Linked DNA regions of Sus scrofa: region 1 is linked to region 2. Evidence: chromatin contacts called from public Hi-C data. All regions are on one chromosome and are shown on one strand. The core of a region is the stretch at or near the end of the contact, and the rest is flanking DNA. Distances in the headings are between cores, read along the strand shown.

Region 1 (4,531 bases), core at 1,593-4,092, 260 kb after region 2:
TCTAAGCAGTAGCTCAAGGTGAGGGGTGGGGGAGTGGGGAGAACCAGCAAAGGCAAAAAGGATTTCACCTGGCCCCAGTGTGGGGGTTGGTTCGGAAGAGCTGCTAGACACCGAGGTGCCGGGGAAGATGGAAACAAAGGCGAGCATAATGAGGGTGGGCTTCTGCTGAGGCCTGAACTGAACCTTGGAAGATGAGGAGGCCTCAGATAAGAACAGAGGTGGAGAAAGGATCCCGGCAGGAGAACGTGGCACCTGGATGATGACAAGGGAAGAAAAAGTCTGTTGAGGTGCTTCCTCTAAGCCTTCGTTTCCTTTAAGCTAAGAAGCAAGACAAGCTGGGCATGTTACAGATACTACTTCCATGACACTTTAAAATCTATGGCTGAGGATGTGAATCTGTACAAAGATGCAAGAACTGGCCTCTCTGGAGACCAGGTAAGGCATTTGGGCTTTCAGAGTTCAAGGCTGTGTGCTGAAGGTCCGGGATGGCAGCTATTTTAAATGACAGCTGAACTTTGACTTCCATGAGCTGCATGAACACATTTTGAGAGTCTCCTTATGGCAGAATTTAGTGCACCAAATTCTGGAAGTAGAAAGATGTTAAGATGTCAAGGTGTGGCCTCTACGTAGTGTGTCTTAGTAGCTACAAAACGTTGTAAGTTCAACTGTAATATTAATAATGCACCTAAGCCTTTGAAGGTATAAAGTGGTCAAAACAGGAGTTCCCACTCTGGTGCCTCGAGTTAAAGATCCAGTATTGCTGCAGCTATGGTGTAGGTCACAGCTGTGGCTCGGATTAAATTCCTGGCCCAGGAACTTCCATATGCCATGGGTCTTGCAAAAAAAATAAAATAAACTAATAATAACAATAATAATTAAATAGTCAAAATAATAATGGAAACACTCGCCTTGGACAAAAATGAAGATATGAGATCAGTCTGTCATAAAGTGCAGTCTCCTTAGCCCAAAAGTATACAGATCACAGGGGAGAGGCTTCTAAAGTACAGATTTTTGTTCCCACTCAGCTTACAGAATCAAACACTCTCAGGGTAGAGGCTGAGAATCAACATTTTAAACAAGTTCCTAGTGCTTTTTAATGCCCAGTAAAAGCACCATTTTGTTAAGCCAGGAATGAATCTGGATATTAGAAAAGTTAAACCTTTCTGTTATTCTTTGGTCCTTTTTCTGGAAAAATACATAAATAATTAATGCAACCCAAACAAAAAACCTTGTGTATCCAGCTTCAAGATTAGGATCCTAAGTAGTCAAGAGAGAGCAAATTTACAAGATTAAAACTTCTTTCCCCCTTCCCTTGCCTACACATCTATAGGCCAGTGCTAATCGTGGGCCTTCCATGTGGTTGGTTATGCTGCCGAGTAATCACGTAAAATACAAGGCACGGTTACTCCATGTGTGGCTTCTTATCAGTTTGGAGCACATACATTTCAATGTGATTCAATGTGAAATCAGCCTCGAGGGTGCTTTTCTGTGGCATCTGTACATATCTAATTTGGAAGGAAACATGTCCCTTTGGGCTAAGAGAAGATACCAATATTTCGATGCCATTTTGCTTTGTTCATGTATGTCTTTCTGCTTTTCCCCTTCGCCACATTAAATTGTTTAAGAAGGTGAACCCATTTCATAAGGAAGAGTTCGCTCACATTTTAACTGAGCAGAAGCCGAGTTCAGCCTTTGCCGAGAGAGCCTTGCCCTACGCGGCCTGGGTCAGGAATGGGAAGGCAGAAAGCCAGTGCTGGGCTTTAAGACGGACAGGGAGAGAGGGCTGAAGAAAAAGAAAGAGAAGTCAAAACCTTCCAGGCTTATCCGCTCCATCTACTTCCTGCCTATAACACACATGGGGGGTTAATTCCTGGGAGGCAGGAAAAGACTCACCGTGCATTAAAATTAAACCGTGTGGAGAACAAGTAAAATTCCAAACAAATCCCAAAGCAATGTGCGTGGAAAGAGCAGAGGCCCCTGAAAAATGCTGCACTCAGATGTCTAAGCCTCACAGAGGCCTGGACTGGCAGAACCTTGGAGCTCAAGAGATCCAGAGAGAGGGCCCGCCTAGGACAGAGGATGAGCATGAACCCCAGAGCGGTGCCCCTCTTCCCCCCTGCCCCCCCCACAGCAAGTCAGTGGCAGAACTGGTCCCCACAGGGCACTGCTGACTTTGAGCCCCCCACCTGCCTCTGCCCATCCAAGTTTTAGATGATTTCCCCACTATGTGGTCCAAACGGAACCCTTTCTGTCCAATGAGTGACCCAAAGAGGGCTGTCTCATCACTGCTCCCCAAGTAAGCCGGTGGCCTAGCCTCATGAGGCAACAACATCATTGCACGCTGTGTCTCCTAAGTCTAAAAACCAGCCAGCCTCTAAGATGACAACACATCCCCGGTCTATTTTTTTCAGCGGCCTTTCAAAGCTCCAGGCCTGGCTTTGGGGCAGGAGGGTCCGTGTGCATATGTGTGTGCATGCGTGAGTCTGAAGGGGTAGAGGCGAGGGGAAAGCCCGCTGTGTGCACGCGTGCCTGGAACAAGCTTTGATCCGCATCGTGCACCGCCCAGTGAAACAGCCTGTAACCAGCAGTGCCTCTGGAGCCTGATCCAGCAGCCATGGGCGCTTTTTTTAGATGACCAAATACCTTTGCCATGAGACCACTGCACTTGCCGGAGGGGGCGGTCCCCTCATCAGTCACCTGCTGTCATTCTTTTCAGGGGGCCCAGGACACTCCAAGGAGCCTTAATCAGGCTCTGATTGGGCCCTTCAGCTTCTTGACAGGGCTTTCCCAGGTGAACGGGAGACAAATGTGGTTTCTCATTTATGTTTCTTATCACGGGTCTATAGGGAGGGAATAACAAGGGCCCAGGAGCCCATTAAAAGCCTGCGCTGAGGGTGGGGAGGGGAAGGGAGGGGAGGTTAGGGGAGAAAAACCTGGGAAAGTGGGGAATAAAAATAATAGCCAGCACTTGATTCAACTATTTTATAACAAGTTAAAATCAGACGTCTTCCAGGTCTAAATGGATCCTGCAGTCCCATAATTAAATGGGGAAAACGAAGCTGTTTCATGCCTTATGCTCCCTTTGATCGTTGTTATTTTTGTGACTAATGTGTAACCGGAGCTTCTCGTTCTGGGGCCGGAGCCTCGGAGCCTCGCAGGGGCAGCTGCCGAGAGAGAGCGCCGGGTGTCCCGTTGTCAGCCTGCGAGGGCTGCCTCAGGGCGGGAGCCTGACCCGGCCCCAGTCAAACCGCAGCAGAAGCAGAGCCCAAGAGAAGCACCTGCCTCTGTCTGCCTTTTCTTCTTGTTTCCCAGGTGCTCCCTCCTCGAGGACTCTCCCGGGAACTGGTGTTTTTTCCCTTGAAGGGAAGGGATGGGGGCATTTAAATGACGTGCAGAAAACGGTCTCTCAAGCCACAAAGAAGGTGACCTCTGAAAGCTCGTGATTGAATTTTCTCTCCCTTTGGTACCTCATCAGTTTCTATTCCTCTCTGCTCTCCTCCGTCCATGTATGCAACACACACACACTCTGAGCATGAGCGTGCATGTACACACAGGTGGAAGCTCTATGGATCTTTCTAGACTAAGGAAGCACCGTCACACTGAAAGGTAAAATCTGTTCATTAACACAACTTCCTCCTCATTTCCTAAGGAATCTGAGCCTGGTGATTCACTAGAGCGCCCTCAGGTGGCACTACATTGTAACACCACTCAAGCCTATGGAAAGGAGGATGATGTGAGAAAAAGAATGCATATATATGTATAACTGGGTCACGCAGCTGTACAATAGAAACTGAAAGGACACTGTAAGTCAACTATAATAGAAAATTTTTTTAAAATAATATGACCTGGTATGATGTTACCATCATAATTCCATTTATCATTTTAAAATGATGTGTGTCACAGAAACAACCAACTTTCCTGGTCGATTCCATTATAATAAACTTTCCTCAGATCTTTCAAAAAAAAAAAAAGAATACCTTTAAGCAGTGTCACCACTTTTCTTTCTTTTTTTTTTTTTTTTTTTTTTTTGGCTTTTGTCTTTTTTAGGGCTGTACCCATGACATAAGGAGGTTCCCAGGCTAGGAGTCCAATTGGAGCTGTAGCCACCGGCCTACGCCACAGCCACAGCAATGCCGGATCCGAGCTGCATCTGTGACCTACACCACAGCTCATGGCAACACCAGATCCTTAATCCACTGAGCGAGGCCAAGGATTGAACCCGCAACCTCATGGTTACTAGTTGGGTTCGTTAACCACTGAGCCACGACGGGAACTCCATTCTTTTTTGGGTGGGCTTATGAAGCTGAGAAATACTTCATGAGATCTTGAGATGGCACAGACCATCCCCCAAATGTGTGTTTAGACAAAGCCTGGTCAACCTCCAGGCTTTGAGGTATGTTCAAGCTCTGGGTTAGAGCCTCGAATGCTCCCTCTCAGCCATGAGCTGAGAACACAGCTCTGAACTGCAGAGACCAAGGTGGGGGTCGGGGGAAGCAGCTGTGCACCTCTCCTCTGCCTCATTAGAGATGCA
Region 2 (4,277 bases), core at 1,404-3,903:
CAACTAGTAGCTGGATGCTCTGAGCTGGGAAGCCCTTTAGGAGAAACTTTTTCCTCTGTCCTCAAGTTTCCACGAGGAACTTCTGCCCCAATTTCCATGAGGTGAAAGTATTTGGAAGTAATTCATTTCCTACCTTTTGCTCACTGAATCTTCCCCCAAGGAATAAAGGAGTCTAATCTGCTTGGCCAAACCAGATGAAGGAAGTAAAGCTTCACAGTCACCCTTTCCTCTCTTTCTCCTTATGGCCTGTTTGCAGGATGGAAGCTTTTTCCCAGTTTCCCATGTGCAGCTGCTCATGTTGTGCACTGCAAAACTCCATGGTATCCTTTGCAAAAAGGAGGCAAATGGCACTCCCTAGAGTTGAGCAGAATGCTAGCCCTACCCTTCTCCAATTCCAGCCCTCAGTGGAGCAGGCCCTCTGGATCAGGGCTCAGTGTCAGTTTCGAAAGGCAGATCTGATGAAAGTTCTTCTCTTGCTGTCCCAATATAGGGCCCAGTTGATGGCCAGAATAATGGCTTCCCATTCCTAAGGATATTCACATCTGAATCCCCAGAACCTCTGAATATGTTACCTTACCTGGCACAAGATTTTGCAGAAGTGATTAAGTAAAAGATCTTGAGATGAGAGCTTATCCTGGATTATCTGGGTGCGCCCAATGTAATCACAGGGTCCTTCTAAGATGGAAGGTGATGTGATGAGGAAAGAGAGAAGCTAGATGCTGTACTGGTGGCTTTGAAAATGGAGGAGGGGGCTGTGAGCCAAGGAATGCAGGAAAGATTCTCCCCTAGAGCCTTTGGAAAGGAACACGGCCCTGTGACCATATCGGTTTAGCCCAGTGAAATGAATACATGTGGGTTTCTGACATTCAGGACTGTAAGATAAATAACTTTGTGTGTTTTAAGCCACTAAGTTTTGGTCATCTGTTGCAGCATATGTTATAGGCTACTGATATAAACTCAGTTGGTATTAGGCAGAAATGCCCCTTGTTGCTGCTGTGGTATCATAGATGTGGCTCGGATCTGTTGTTGTTGCAGCTGAAGTCTTGGCCAGCAGCTGCAGCTCCGATTTGATCCCTAGCCTGGGAACCTCCATATGCTGCAGATGCGGCCCTAAACAACAATAATAGTAATAATAATAATAATAATAATAATAATAATAATAATAATAATAAATACTAATTTAAAATTTACTTTGTTGCACCAGTCACACGTCAACTGCTCAGTAGTCACACATGGCTTGTGACTGCCCGTTGACAATACAGATGTGGGGTATTTTGATCGTCTTAGAAAGGACAACTGGATGGCACTGGGCTGGACATGGGGGAAGTCATAGGAACTCCATTAAAAGCCAGGGAGTATCAGCCATGTCCTCCAGCCAGACAGTACCACGTTGGCAGTTTATCCTCCATCTGAGTGCTGTGTTTACAGTTCTAAATGTATTTTGTCCCGGGGGCCATGGGACAGAGATGAGATGGATGCCTTCCAATCCCAACATAACCCAGCAGGGACAAAGGTCTAATAGACCGGCAGACCGAAAGGGGAACTAGAAGATGGGGGCCCAGCTGTCCAGGACCAGAGAATGCCAGACCCAGCACCCACTGAGATTCTCGACCCCCAAAGAGATTTGGGGGGAGAAAAAGTGGTGACGTCCTTCAGAAACATAACTCAGACAACAGCTGGGTTTCTGGAAACACTTGAGATGCAGATAAGATTGGCTTGAAAGCTCATTCCATTCTCCAGGCAGTCCAACTCTCTTCTCCAGACTTCTGAGTATTCTTGCCATCCTCCTGGCCCTTTTCCACCTTAAGAATAACCTCTCTCAGCTACGGAAACCCAGAGCTGACGTTCAGTTCCCACCTTGATTGTGATACAAAGCATCCTGCCTTGCCCCCGCCCCACCCCCACAAGTGTTTGAGAAGCCGTGAAGGGACTGGATCCTGAAGTCAGTCTGCCTAGACCTCCTGTCACTTACTGGCTTTGGGACCTTGGACAACTTCCCTAACTCCGCTGTGCCTCTGTTTCCTCATCGGGAAATCTGAAACAATAATGAAGTTGCTGTGGGGATTACAGGGCTTGATTTGTGAAAATTCCTAGGAGAGTTTCTGGCACAGAATAAGTCCTTAGAAGGGGTTGGTTAATATTTGCAGGTATATTGACAATCCCGGGTTCACAGAGGAAAAGTGGCACCCTGCCATAAACAAATCAAATAGCCAATTAGCCATTCCTGGCTAATTACATCTGTTCGGCTTCTTCCGCAAAAGGTTCTAATTAACCCCCGACTGTCTGGGGTATCTGTCTCCTGGTCTTCGCTTCTTTTTCTCCTTGCTTTGGCAGGGGGTCCCCAGAGTCGGGGTCCTGGCTGGCTGTAGCAGGGTATGGAGGTTTACAATGCAAGTCCCTGACAGCAATTTTACAAGAAGTTTTTTTTTTTTCCCCAGCTCAGATTTACTACTCTTGGTGTGTCTATGCCAGGGGGATTTCAGGCTAAAAGAGCCATCGTTATCTATTTCAGAGGAAGTGGGAGATGGGCGCTTCCAGACACTGTCTGTGCGCAGTCGGCTGCGGCTGTGAGTCAGTCATTCCTTGTCCCCTTTCTGCAGAGTCAAGGCAGGGGGCTGGCCTGGAGCTGGTCGAAGATTTATTTTAGAGTGTTGCTTAAGCCCAGTGCAAGCACCACGCTTCAGAGAGAGAAGACAAAAGAATCTCCATGAGCAAACATGGGAGGACTTGGCATTGATCTTAGAGTCCAAAGTCTCCAGCTTTGCCCCTTCCCGCTCTGTGACCTTGGGCAAATTACTTCACCTCTCTGGGCCTCAGTGTCCTTCCATGCAAAACGCAGTAGCTCTCTGGCTGCTACCGCAGTTCAGCCTGCTGCTGTATTTAAAAGACGATAGTGCATTTACTAAGCCTGGTATGCAGTGTGGGCTCAATAGGCAGCAGTTTTAACTTATCCAGTGCTCAGAACATTACAGTGAGGTAGGTGCTATTGCCCCATCTGAGCCAATCCCAGAGCTCACAAGCTGATGTACTTTGGAGCCAGGATGACAGCCTCACAGAGTCCACGTGTTTTGATTTTCTTTGTCTCTTACGTGAAATGCCCGAATGTATTCTTTTTGGAAAAACTCAATAATTCAAAAGCATAGAGAGGGAAGAGGGAAGTTTTCCCTTACGTGCTGACCGCACTCTCTTCCTCAGAGATACCCCACTATTAATAGTTCATTCTGGATGAGTGTTGTCCATTTTCTATGGAGTTCCATAGTTTTCACCTCACTTTAAAAATCTATCATCTATCGATCGATCCATCTAGCCAGTTCTGTGACTCAATTTTTGGCACTTAGCTTTATGTCTTGGAAATTTTTCCATATATATACAAAACTTTGTATTATGTTGGGAAACCACATTAAGAGTCCATAAAAATGACTGTGTGATAGATTATGTAATCTGATTTATTAATGGTTTCTCTATTGAAAATGTTTGGATTGTTTGTCGTGCTTCACCTTCGAACTTCATTTGGTGTTAGTGTAACAGGACTTTAAATTCTGATGTAATTGTATCTGTCAGTCTTTCCCTTACAGCTTCTGAGTTTTGTGTCTCATTTAAGAAGGACTTCTCAGAGTTTCCATCATGGCGCAGTGGAAACAAATCTGACTAGGAACTATGAGGTTGCAGGTTCCATCCCTGGCCCAACTCAGTGGGTTAAGGATCCGGCGTTGCCACGAGCCATGGTGTAGATTGCAGACACGGCTTGGATCCCATGTGGTTGTGGCTGTGGTTGTGGCTGTGACTGGCAGCTGCAGCTCCGGTTTGATCCCTAGTCTGGGAACCTCTATATGCTGCAAGTGCAGCCCTAAAAAGCAACAACAACAACAAAAAACGCCTTCTCCCCAGTCTTGAGGTTGTAAAAATACCCTCCTTCTATGTTCTCTTCTGGTATAACTAAAACCCCATCATGATCCTAGAAGTGGGGCCCAAAACATTGTCACTTAAGAGGCGGGGTTGGTATTATAACCCTGAAGGTGAGAATTAATTGTCAATCACTGATCGCGCTATATCTGAATTCATTTGTTATGAGGCATACCCTTCAGTTGTTTTTTCATGCTGAAGTCTAAAGCATCTGGGATCTATTATTTTGAATAATGTTGAGTAGGATCTAATTTTATTTTCTCCCTTGTAAATTAACAAGTGTGTCAACACCATGTATTGGATTGTCTTTTCTTCCTTTCTGATTTAAATTGTCACCTTAATCTATAAAGTATGGTATATCTCTCTATTTGGGT

The links. Hi-C and Micro-C count contacts between places; a contact is called where the count stands out from the background.
Region 1: a contact with region 2 is called in a Hi-C map of liver, with 1.9 times the contacts expected there. A contact is called at or near these places in 1 of 5 promoter capture datasets (liver) and 5 of 47 Hi-C or Micro-C datasets (embryonic fibroblasts, fibroblasts, liver and 1 more).

What each region holds. Positions count from the first base shown.
Region 1 is chr5:14,467,704-14,472,234 of Sscrofa11.1, forward strand. The region is part of intron 2 of LOC102160723 (a long non-coding RNA gene); the gene reads right to left. Among named protein-coding and RNA genes, the nearest start is that of C5H12orf75, 290 kb to the right of the region's middle.
Region 2 is chr5:14,209,563-14,213,839 of Sscrofa11.1, forward strand. No RefSeq gene overlaps it. Among named protein-coding and RNA genes, the nearest start is that of NUAK1, 120 kb to the left of the region's middle.